2 separate regions of the Sus scrofa genome follow, and region 2 is linked to region 1. A link is a contact called in public Hi-C data. All regions are on one chromosome and are shown on one strand. The core of a region is the stretch at or near the end of the contact, and the rest is flanking DNA. Distances in the headings are between cores, read along the strand shown. Region 1 overlaps DCPS (decapping enzyme, scavenger). Region 2 overlaps KIRREL3 (kin of IRRE-like protein 3).

Region 1 (5,949 bases), core at 1,554-4,053:
GCTGTGGGAGCCAGCGTGTTAGGGCTTCTTGAGTGGAGACATTGCTGCTGTCCCCACAAGGCCCTCAGACCACCATCCCTTGCAAACCACAAGGTCTTCAGTCTTTAGGGACCTCGGGAGTCACAAGTTCCTCTACCGCACCCCCACCTCCTAAGGCCCAGCCTGCAATCCAAAACTTGCAAGTGCGGGGCTGCCCAAGGGGACAGACGGGTTTGCAGAGCGGCACAAAGGTACTGCCTAGAGGGGCCACCAGCCCCAGGCCTGCTTCCTCCTCCGGCCCTGCGGGAGGTGAGGACAGGCTGCAGGGGAGGGGAGGTGGAAGCCTCTGCACCTCAGCACCCACGAGGGAAGGGTGTCTTCTCTGACCTCACTGGCCTCTAACAAACCATTGCTCAGTGCTGCAACTTCTAGAAACTCCCTTCAGATTCCCTACTGCCCCTTGAGCCCAGTCAGGAACTCCCGTGAGCCTCCCCAAGAAACAGTTGGTGCTTGCTTACCTGAGCGCTGAGCCCAAATCCTGTCCTCTCGCCCTGACCAAAGGCTCCCAGACCCTGCTTTTATGGTGATGAAGGAGTGACGCGCAGCAGGTTGAGAAACAAATCAAACCAAGCAAACTGCAGGTGAGCTGTGTTTAGGATACAGAGGGCCTGCCAGGCAGGCAGGCCACAGCGGAGGGCATGCGAGAGAAGCTGTCCATGGGGGCGGTGGACAGGGCCTGACTCCAGCACAATGCCCCTGGGTGATCTCGCAACCCTGTGAGGAACAGGCACCAGAAGGCCCCACCCGAGAGCAAAGGGCAGCTCGGAGCCTGGATCACTCACAGATTTCAATTGCAGGAGAGAGCATTTATCTGCTCCCCACAGCTGACCTGGCCAGTCTGGGTTTGGCCTCCTCGGCCTCGTCCCGGCCCCTGGCCCCCAGCCCGCTGCCAGCTGCACCTAGCCCAGCTTCAGTCCACGGGGGAATAGCACATCCAGGCTCGGTGCTCTGCTGTTTCTGTTACTCTCAGGACACAAAAGGCTACCCAAAGAGTGGAGTAGGACTGGTGGCGGATACTGTGAGGGCGAGGGAACAGGGAGGGTGGACAGAGGCCGCAGAGAAGGGAGGGCCAGCGTGACTGGCCAGGTTCCATGGGAGAGCTGCTCCCGAGGTCAGGAAAGGAGGCACTCGGGGGCCAGGCAGCGGAGCCGGCAAGTGCTTCAGACTGTGGGCCTGCCTGGATCTGCTGGTGTCCAGGGCACCGGGAGAGTGTCAACAGTCCATGTCCAGGTGCTCTTGGGAGTGAGGGTGGGGGCCCTGGCACTTGGCTGGGAAAGGAGCTGGTGTCCTGTGTGGTCGTGGACACAACATGGCCCCATCCTCAGCCCTGGGGTGGGAGGAGGGCCGAAGGGGCTCTAATTAAGCTGGTCCATTAAAATGCAAACATTCGAGCAGGGCAAGGAAGTGGTGCCACCGCAGAGAGCTGAGGCCTCCCCTTGGTACGTTATAACCTGCTCAGCGGGAGACCAAGGTGAGGAAGAAGGGTGGGCCAAGGGAGCCCAGTGGCCTGGAGTGGCCCAACACCAAATCCTTTACCTGCTTTTGGTTCCACTTGAGGTCGGGGATGAGGACAAAGCCGTCAGAGGGATCTGGGTTCTCAAAAACGATCCGGTCAGCTTCAGCCTTCTTGTCGAGGATATTATACACCCACTGGAAGGAGCAGGGAGAGAAGGCTCACAAACCACTTTCCCAGACAGACACCCCACACCGGGCCTCCCTGGGAAGGACAGCACGTCTTAAAAGGCCACTAAACTCAGAGGCTCAACAGTGACCCAGAGGTCTTCCCCTGGGGGCCCGGAAGAAACTGCCCCGCTTCCACCACAACCACCCCCACAGGGGTCACGGCAGCTCAGACGGGGCTGGCTCTTTAGGCCCCTCCTGGCCGGCCCTATGCCCACGCTCTGCTGTGGCCTCGTAAGCCTGGCCTGCTCTTCCACTGCCCACAGGACTGGGGAAAAGCCTCCCATGGGCCCCGTCCCCCTTTATTCAGGACCAGAGAGCAAAGAGAGTCAGGCTGGGAGTTCCCTCTGCAGAAGGAGCTTGCTACATGCCAGGGCAGAAGGCGGCTTAGGTTCTAGAGTTAATAATGTGCTGGGTTTCTCAGCCTGCTGGGATGCTCGTGAGTGTGGGGTAAACACCTCTGCCCCACCTAGAGACCTGGCTGATGACGCGGACCCAGCAGGACAAAGCAGAACAAACACCCCATGGAGAGGCGATCGCACAGACCTGTCCTGGCAACCCCGGGCTGCCAGCTTTCTCGCCCTCTGATCAGCTGTTGTCAACAGTCTTCAGAGGACCGTTCCTTGGGTGTTGTGTGGATACCAAGGGCGTCACTTTACTGTTAAGGTCCTGATGGCCCCTCTGAGGAAGCCAGCCTGCAGGGAGGTTAAGATAAGAAGACTCCTGTTCTCACAGGGCTCCAACCCACAGACCTTGCACTTTTCTACTTCCCCTGAGCTCTGAGCGCCCTGTGCAAACTCAACTTCCTTCTAGGCCAGGGAACTCTGTGCCCGAAATCTGAGAGACAGCCCTGCTGGGGAGCCAGAGAGAAGGCAGGAGCTGGGCTCACACCGCTGCCCCTTCCACCCCGAAGTCACCAAGGGCCTCGAGCTGACCAAAGAGGGGACAGGAGACCAGGGCACCAACACACCAAGACCACTGGAGGGCTGGCACTGCAGTATCAGTGAAGGCTGGTGCTGCACACCTCACTCCCTTAGCCTGTATCCTTGGCTCTCATCCAGCAAGGCCAAGGCCAAGTGCAAATATCTGATATGGAGAAGGATGAAGCAGAGGGTAACCACTGGGGAATTCTAGGGCCTCCTAGGCCCCCTGATAAGACCCACAGGCCGGCCACAACATGGTCTATCCAGCAGAAAAGTGGGGCTCTTCCAAGAAGAGCTTGGCCATCCACTTCCCGGGCAGAGTCTGGAGCACGAGTGCGGTGAGGCCTCCTTGTGGGGCACTGGAGCCAGAGTGACGCACAGCCCAGCAAGTAGAGAATGTCCCAGGGAGGCATTTCCTCTCTGACTAGAAACCTCTCTGGGAATGTGCTGCTGGAGAGAAAAAGCCAGCCAGACCCTGACCTGAAGTGTCCCAAAAATAAAGGGGAGGGAGGGTTTGCTGACTGTCCATGGAGAGTCCTGGTGTAGCCCAGCCTGCGGCAGGCCTCCCTGGGGCCCCATCCTTAGCCCACAGATATGAACTCCTGGAAAGCAACTTGCAATACCAGAGACTGAATGGGCTCAGGAGCCCAACAAGACTGGGTTTATCTCTCACCTCCACCACTAACCAGCTGCACCTTGGCTAAGCCTCGGTTTCCTCCTCTGTAAGATGGGGCTAATAATATCCACACGTAAGGGCCATGGAGCAGACTGTGAAAGAGCCCAGCCCAGGGAGGCGCCCGAAGCAGAGAAGGGGCTAGGAAAGTTCCAAACGGGGGTCAGGCTGGGCCTACCTGAGCCTGCGAGACCCACTGGGGAGAAGGGAAAAAGAAAACAGCTGAGAGCAAAGGAGGTGTGCTGACTACAGGGCAAGAGAGAACTGCCTGCAAGGTGCGCAAGGCTGGAGGGGCCCAGGGCGGCTGAGAAGGTGTGGTGTGATAAGAGCGCCCCACAGGACCGACCTGCGCAGCGAGCCTCTGTGGTAGGCGCTATGGGTGCCCTCATCCTACAGGTAAGGAAAAGGCAGGTGCGAAGAAGTCCACCCAAGTTCACACAATTCCAAGCCAGAGCCTGGCCCCAGACCCATGCCCCAGACCTCTGGGAGAGTGAGAGGGGCCTGAACCCACAGGAGGTCACAAGCCAGAAGCCCAGATAAGACAGGGAGGAGAACCAGGGAACAAATCATAGGGTGACATAACAGGGTGGGAGTGGGGGGTGGGGGAGGGGACACCCTAGGGAAGCAAGCCCAGGTGCCTGGGCCCTGAGGATGATGAGCCGTGGGGATGCTGGCAGCTTCTGGATGCACCTGGCATGACCCCCTCCCTGTGGCACTGGCAACTCCCCTGAAGCCCCTCTCCTCCCTTGAGCTCCCTCTTCATTGTCCTGCTCTTCTGCACGATGCCGGCTGGCCCCTCTCCACCAGCTACCCCTCCCCAGCCTGGGCCACCAGGTGTCTCAGCTCCGCACTTTCCCTCCTCCTCACCCGAACTGCCACCTGTGTGGACAACGGTGGTCACAACCTGGGCACCTTCTCTGTGCTAGAAATAGCAGCAGGCACATCTCTCAACTTCTCCAGGGACCCCTGGGGGAGGTGCTGTCAGTCACATTTTCCAGACAAGGAAACTGGGGCTCAGAAGTGAGGGACAAGGTCACATGGCTCTGGGGCAGCAGGATAAGAGTCCAAACCCTTCCCTGGGTGCCAGTGAAGCCCTGGTTGTATGACTCACAAACCGATCTTGAAGGCTCCAGATCCAGACATCCCACCATCCCAGTAATTTTTTTACTGGTAAATTACAAGTACCTCAATTTCAAGGGCCCAAACAGGGTAGAGGGCTAAGGGCTAAGGGCACAGACACTGGGGCCAGACCGCCTGGCTTTGAATCCTGTCTCCAAAGACCTGCTGTAGGGATATAATGAGGTGATGCCTGTAAAATGCTTAGGAGAGTTGCAGCTCTAGGTCACTTCACGAGAGCTAAGAAGTCCCAAATGAACTCACTGTCCTCCATGTAAGCCCACTCCACTGCCCATGCCTCTGTGCTGGCTAACGATCCTGCTCTCTACAAGTCATCGCCCAGCTACACCTGGAGCCACCCGGCCCCTTAAGTTGCCAGGGAAGCTCCCCACTGCCTCTGCCTCGATCAGTCTTCCTCTTATTCGAATCACTTCCAGCTCATTCTTTAAATCTGATCCCATTACCCATACACTTAAAACTGTTTGCAGGACCCTCATAGGGTTTGAGGATCCTACGATCATCAAAAACAGATTTTTTTTTTTTTTTTTTTTTTTAGGGTTACACTTGTGGTCTGCAATCTGGCCCCTGCCTTGTCCTTCTTTTTTTTAGGGCTGCACCCATGGCTTATGGAAGTTTGTAGGCTAGGAGTTGAATTGGAGCTATAGCTGTCGGCCTATGCCACAGCCACAGCAATGCCAGATCCAAGCCTCCTCTGCAACCTACACCACAGCTCACAGCTCACGGCAATGCCGGATCCTTTAACCCACTGAGTGAGGCCAGGGATCGAACCTGCATTCTCATGGTACTAGCTGGGTTCGTAACCAGCTGAGCCACAAGGGGGAAACATTCTTTTTTTAAATGCAGATTTCCCAGCTCCACTTCCAGTTCCATTCTGAGTTAGTAGAGACAGAGGAGACGCCTGTGCTCTGTATCTTAAAAAATCTCATCAGGCCATCATGACAATCGGCAAGGTTTAGGAGCTCCTGGTCTCCAGGACAAAGGGCACAGGCCTCCTCTGGGGCCCTGCCTGCCTTCTCCTGTCACCTCCTGATCTGCCAGCTCCCAACATGCTTCAAATGAGTCCAGCCCTCTGTCCTTGCTCCCCCTCTGCCTGGAGTGCCCCCTCTGCCTTGTCCTCCTGGCAAACTTCTTTGTCCCTTAAGACCTAACTGGTGGATCTTGTCCCATGCGAAGCCCCCCACTGTCTGGGCTGATCATCCCCCTTGTGTCACCACTGTTCCTTATAGACAGAGCACCAAAATGCTCATCCCATTACACTGTAGTGGTCGGATTGCATGTCTAGCTTCCCTACAAGACTACAGGACATCAATGCTGTTTATCCTGGTGACCCTTCAGAGCCTAGCACAGGGCATGGTACATAGGAGATGCTCAATAAATAAATATAACAACTACTGCCAATTAAGCTGAGTGCTTATAAATTTTCTAGAAATAGCCAAGAAAGAATACATGAATGTTTATGTCAAACAGAAGTTAGTAGAGTACTGGGGTCTTTTTGGT
Region 2 (5,949 bases), core at 1,547-4,046, 65 kb before region 1:
GGTCGCAGACGCAGCAGACACTTCTGTCAGGTGCAGAAGTGAAAACAGGGGATTTGCGTTCTGTGCTACGAGACAGGCACCAATGTGGCTCTTCAGATTAATTAATAAACCCACTGCAGGTTTGCTTTCTTTTTTGCCATCAATCAAATTATTAATTTTCAGTAAGTTAGAGCTTCATTCATTCATCTGACATAAACAGAACATTTGTGATAGCCCTACTGTATGTCAGGCACTGAGCTAGGCACTGGCAAATCAAAGAATTAATAAAACATGATTGAATATGATTCCACTCCAACAGGATTTTGGTTGGTGACCACAATCTATAAGGCGCTGTACCAGGTGTGCTGGGAGCCATAAGAGGAACAGGAAGACATCTTTGTCCCCAGGCTCTGTTTGGTTTTTTTGTTTGTTTGTTTGCTTGTTTTTGACTTTTTGCCTTTTCTAGGGACACTCCCTCGGCATATGGAGGTTCCCAGGCTAGGGGTTTAATCGGAGCTGTAGCCACCAGCCTATGCCACAGCCACAGCAACGCGGGATCTGAGCCACGTCTGCGACCTACACCACAGCTCATGGCAACGCCGGATCCTTAACCCACTGAGCAAGGCCAGGGATCGAACCCGAAACCTCATGGTTCCTAGTCGGATCCGTTAACCACTGAGCCACGACAGGAACTCCTGTCCCCAGGCTCTGTTAAGGAAGATAACTTTGAATCTTCTAAGTTCTTGCTGCGAATAACAGGAGAGGCCCTAGTTGCCATTGTCTTGCAGGTAGTTCAGTGATTGCTTCCGCAGGCCTTCAGGAAGGCCACCACCAGGGATAAGGCTACCTGTGGGGCACTAATCCCTCCCCAGAGGTTCTGTAGTTATTTATCTACAGGTCCACCTCCCTGAGGGACACAGCTGATTCTTAGTGTATCTGGATCTCTGTTTGCCTGGCCCTGAGCGCAAGGCCTGGCCTGAAAATCAGTAAATGCTTGGTGAATTGAATTGAATCAAAAGGAAATCTCTGGAGGTGATAACACTAGCCCAACAGAAGAAAGTGGGTCTTAGAGACCTGCCCACATGCACCCACCCCTCTGTCACCATCTCTCAGGAGGGGGTGGGGTAGGGGCTCAAGAACAACCCTGAGATCTGGACTCTCCTCCTGGCAGTGCAACGTGGGGGGAGAGGAGACAAAGACGGCAAGCCTCTGTTGAGTTCATTTCTCCAGCTTTTCCTTGGAGAGGGGGATGGAGAGTTAGCCCACCTCCCACCCACTGAGCAGCCATTTTTGGGTTGTAGATGGACCGGGGCGAATTCCAACAAGATTCAGTCCTGAAGCAGCTGGAGGTGCTCAAAGAAGAGGAAAAGGAGTTTCAGAACCTGAAGGTAAGAAGAGCCACCGGTTACCACACAGCCTGGAGTCTGGTCTTCAGCTCTGACGACCCAAGCTCCAGATCCAGGCAAACAAGAGCAACAAGTAGAAGAGAAAGGCCAGAGGTGACTGTGGGGACAGGTGCTTGTCCTCTCACTAAGGTGGGACAGTCCCCCATAAACCAAGGAGGCCAGAGAGTTAGGCTGAGGTCTCACAGGTCTCCCACCTCCCACAGCCTCCTCACCAGGAACATCTTTAATGAAATGTCAATGTTCTAAACTAAAACAGAAAACAATGAAAGCCTGGTTCTCACAGAGCCTTGAGCCGCCCTGACATAACAAGAGTCAAGACATACCCCCCCATTCCCTTCAGCACCTCCCCTTTCTGCTGCCACTGACATGGCTACCAGCCACCTCTGCTTTGGGTCCCTACCCCCACCCCCTGGCGCCAGGCTAATCCTCCTTTATCCCCCGCCTCCCCTCCCTGGCTGTCCCCTTCCTCTTGTTTGTCCTTGGCCCTCCCCATGTAGGATGGGACTGGCTCAGCCTGGAGAGCCAACCCCCCCACACCGCCTTCAGGGGGGGCTCCTGCCCAGGGATGTGACCTGTTCTTCCTCTGGCCCCCCAGGACCCCACCAATGGCTACTACAGCGTCAACACCTTCAAGGAGCACCACTCGACCCCCACCATCTCGCTGTCCAGCTGCCAGCCAGACCTGCGCCCAGCGGGCAAGCAGCGGGTGCCCACGGGCATGTCCTTCACCAACATCTACAGCACGCTGAGCGGCCAGGGCCGCCTCTACGACTACGGGCAGAGGTTCGTGCTGGGCATGGGCAGCTCGTCCATCGAGCTCTGCGAGCGGGAGTTCCAGAGGGGCTCGCTCAGCGACAGCAGCTCCTTCCTGGACACGCAGTGTGACAGCAGCGTCAGCAGCAGCGGCAAGCAGGACGGCTACGTGCAGTTCGACAAGGCGAGCAAGGCCTCGGCCTCCTCCTCCCACCATTCCCAGTCCTCGTCCCAGAACTCCGACCCCAGCCGGCCCCTGCAGCGGCGGATGCAGACTCACGTCTGAGGATCCCAGACCTTGGGCGAGGGAGGGTCGGGAAGGGGCCAAGGGCGCTGGCTGGCTCTGCAGAGACTTAGCGGAGGACCCCAAAACCAGCCGCCTCCAGGACAGCCCCGAGGGCCTCTGCCACCACCCTCCTCCGCAGCTGCGATCGATCGGCACAAATATGGGCCCAGCTGCAGCGTGTCCGGGGCGTGAGAGCGGGGCTGTGGTCAGAAGCTGCTGCTGAGCGCAGAAGGCTCCGCGCGGGACGCTCCGGCCCCGGCCCTTTCCTGGAGGCCTTTCCTCCGCTTGCAACTCCCGCGGGCACTAGAGTGGCTCTAACTCTGCTGTAATGAAACTGCCCTCCATGCGCCGGGCTCCCAATGAGCTTACCCCTTGCTGCCCATAAGCCCCACCCCTGTGCCTGTGCTCCTGTACAGCCCTGGGGAGCGGGGGTCAAGCGCTTCCCCGGCACTGAGCTAGCTGCCCCAGAGCCCCCAGCGCCCCCTGCTGCTCACAGCCCGGACCCACAGGCTGAGAAGCCAGATACGGCCCTGCCACCACACCGGCCCAGAGCCCATCCCCAATTCGTTTGGTGTTTTGTGTCCATACTCTTGCAATTCTGTCCTTGGACTGGAGGCCTCTCAACTCTGAGGTGGGACTGGACCAATCAGAGACTGGTGTCTGGGAGGGAGAGGGAGGGAAGGAGGGGGAGTGCGACACTCGGGGACCCTTCTCCACCCTGTGCAGCTCAGAGCTTCCCCACCCATCCCCCTTCGTGTACTCCCCGCCTCCCCTCAGCACATTCGGAGACAATACAAGGAGTGTGAGAGCTTCTCTGGTCAGGGTTCTTGAAAGAGCTGTTGCAAAGACTGTGTCCGGGGAGAGGTGGGGGTGGAGGGGACTAGAGGGCAGGTCTTTAAGGTGATGAGACCCGCCTTCTCAGCCGAGCCTAGATTCACAGAAGAAACCACCCACCCTATCTTCAGTCAGTCCCCAGGGGCCAGAGAGAAAGCATATCTGCACCATACTCCTACCTGCCATCCAAGATTAAATGTCCCTTCTGTCCTTTTGTTCCTGCAGGGCCACGGGAAGACCCCAAACACTCAGAGTATGCTTTGGGCACCCCCCTCCCCCAGGGTTCCTTGCAGTGCTTCCATTCAGTTTTCTCAGACAGTGGATAGCTCTGCTTGTGGTGGCCACAGGACCTACAGGCAAATTCCCCTCCTCGCAGGCGTGCCCCACCAGGCACCCGACTCACGCCACATACAGCTCAGAGGGCAAGGGCTCAGGCTGCATTGGAGGGGTCCTTCTAGGTCTTTCTCTCAGCAATATTCTGCAAGGGAAGCTCCCCCTGTTAGGGGTTCAGGGGGGGATGCGCTCTTCAAAGAGCCTGTGCCACCAAGCGCCCCAAAACACTGAAACTCAAATAATATCTTAAGAATGGCCTTGGTGTGGGAAGCTTGATGTGGTGATGGCAGACAGGGCCAAGGTAGAGTGCTGGCCCAGCAAGCAAGATTCAAATGGAACTCTGGAGAAGTCCCACTGTCCCCAAAGGAAGGTCCTCCTAAGCTTTAGCCCCTCTCCTCCAACCTTCCCAAGAAGTCCTTACGCATCATGGGAACCTTCATCACAAAAGCCTATGCTTCTTTCCACACATAGATTCCTTGGATGGCCCCAAGCCACAGATTCTATACATAACCTTCCTAGCACTTCTACCCAGAGGATTTTTCTGCTTCTGCCTTATTTCCTATTGCCTCAACATCCCCCCACCGCCAGTTCTCTAGATATCTTCCTTTGCATCCCCCAAGCCCAAGGGAGTGGAAAAGAATAAGAAATATAAGTGTACGTCCCGGTTCCACATCCTGCTCCTGGTACCATTTCTGGCCCAGCACAGATGCCCCTGTGTGCTCTAGGTTAATCAAGCCTTCTTCCTTCCTATATATGCTTTTCCTTTGCTAACAAGGAATAAGGATCTAAGATGTGATGCAAAATGCTTTGGTGTGCTAGAAGGAGAAGAATGACCTAAGAAGATTTCCCCAATCGTCTCTCCTGGCCTTCCCCACTTGGAGGTGGTGGGAAATCTAAACCTAATCCTCACTACAGCCTACCTTAACCCCTCGCCACATGAACAACCCCCCAACTACAGCTGCCATAATAGGCTGGAGGTGCCTACTCTTTCTTGAAACCCAAGGTTATGGCACAGAAGAACCAAGAGAACAGGGAAGAAACTGGATCTCCCAGAGAATAGAACCCTCTTCCCCCTCTGAAGCCTGACCCTCCCGGGGTGGGAATGTGGCTATTGTGGCAGATGGGGCTTCACGGTGCCCACCATGAGGGGGAGGGTGCAAAAAAGCTGGTAAAGGAGTTCCCATCATGGCGCAGTGGAAACGAATCCAGCTAGGAACCATGAGGTTTGGGGTTCAATCCCTGGCCTCGCTAAGTTAAGGATCCAGTGTTGCCGTGAGCTGTGGTGTAGGTCACAGGTGTGGCTTGGATCTAACATTGCTGTGGCTGTGGCATAGGCCAGCGGCTACAGCTCAGCTCTGGTTCGACCCCTAGCCTGGGAACCTCCATATGCCGCGGGTATGGCCCTACAAAGAAAAAAGAAAAAAAAAAAAAGGTAAAGGGAAGTGGGGTTTTTGTTGTTGTTTTTTAATTAAGTCAGTGGGAGCCCTGAATCACCCTGTAGGCGATTTCAAATTAACTGAAATGAGTCCTTCACAATGGTAATCTTATTTAATTCTCACAATTCTACAAAGTATCAGCATTTTACAGACAGGAGAGTGAGGCTGAAAGAAGCCACAAGACCAAGGTCACAGAGCTAACAGACAATAAGCACAAAGACTTAAACACACATGCTTTCCTTTGAAATGTTTCCTTCCTCCACTGCAAACCCAAGGCCGCTTTCATCCTAGAATGCGATGAAAATGGCCAATGTGAAAGGGCCATGAACTAGGACCCACTCGGGGACAGGCTGAGCAAGAACAGGCCACAACTGCAGTAGGAGGGCAGGCCTGGCATCCTCCCCCTCCAGTCCCCAAATGACCTGGGACGACCACAATTCCCTGGGAAAGCTTGTCTGTGAATCACCCCACCCATCCCAAGGCCAGGATCCAGTTTTCTGATAGCTTTACAATTTGTCATTGGCTCTGAATGATTGGATGGGAGCCCAGTTTCTAACTCTCAGGCTCGCTATCAGGCTGGAAAGGCCAGGATTATTTCCACTATGTCTTCAGCGTTCATGGAATAGGAAATGGTCTCACACCAAGCCCTGGAGCACCACAACAAACCCATCTCTGATGGAGACTATTAAGACAAGTGCTCTGAAGGAATAGGTCTTGAAGCTGCCTTTGAGTTACCAGAGTGGAGAGGAACAGGAGAAGTAACAGCAAACGTGGAGCTCCCGTCGTGGCGCAGCAGAAACGAATCTGACTAGGAACCATGAGGTTGTGGGTTTGATCCCTGGCTTTGCTCAGTGGGTTAAGGATCTGGCGTTGCCATGAACTATGGTGTAGGTCGAAGACATGGCTTGGACCTGATGTTGCT

What was found. A called contact is a pair of places that touch in the nucleus more often than the background predicts.
Region 2: a contact with region 1 is called in a Hi-C map of fetal liver, with 1.8 times the contacts expected there. The contact joins two enhancer-like sites. A contact is called at or near these places in 14 of 47 Hi-C or Micro-C datasets (alveolar macrophages, blood, embryonic fibroblasts and 8 more) and 2 of 2 datasets of contacts at active chromatin or transcription factors (alveolar macrophages and skeletal muscle).

The regions. Positions count from the first base shown.
Region 1 is chr9:53,425,940-53,431,888 of Sscrofa11.1, reverse strand. It overlaps DCPS (decapping enzyme, scavenger), which reads right to left. Exons shown (of 6, transcript NM_213790.1): 4 at 1,576-1,689. Among named protein-coding and RNA genes, the nearest start is that of DCPS, 28 kb to the right of the region's middle. Within about 2 kb of position 2,803, at least 7 of the 83 cell types and tissues checked have an H3K27ac peak or open chromatin away from gene starts, as enhancers often do. A contact at or near this core is called in fetal liver and retroperitoneal adipose tissue, where this site is marked.
Region 2 is chr9:53,491,023-53,496,971 of Sscrofa11.1, reverse strand. KIRREL3 (kin of IRRE-like protein 3) reads left to right here. Exons shown (of 17, transcript XM_021063119.1): 16 at 1,281-1,367; 17 at 1,981-3,237. The coding sequence ends at 2,424. It also overlaps a transcript of ST3GAL4 not described here. Among named protein-coding and RNA genes, the nearest start is that of ST3GAL4, 18 kb to the right of the region's middle. Within about 2 kb of position 2,796, at least 16 of the 83 cell types and tissues checked have an H3K27ac peak or open chromatin away from gene starts, as enhancers often do. A contact at or near this core is called in fetal liver and retroperitoneal adipose tissue, where this site is marked.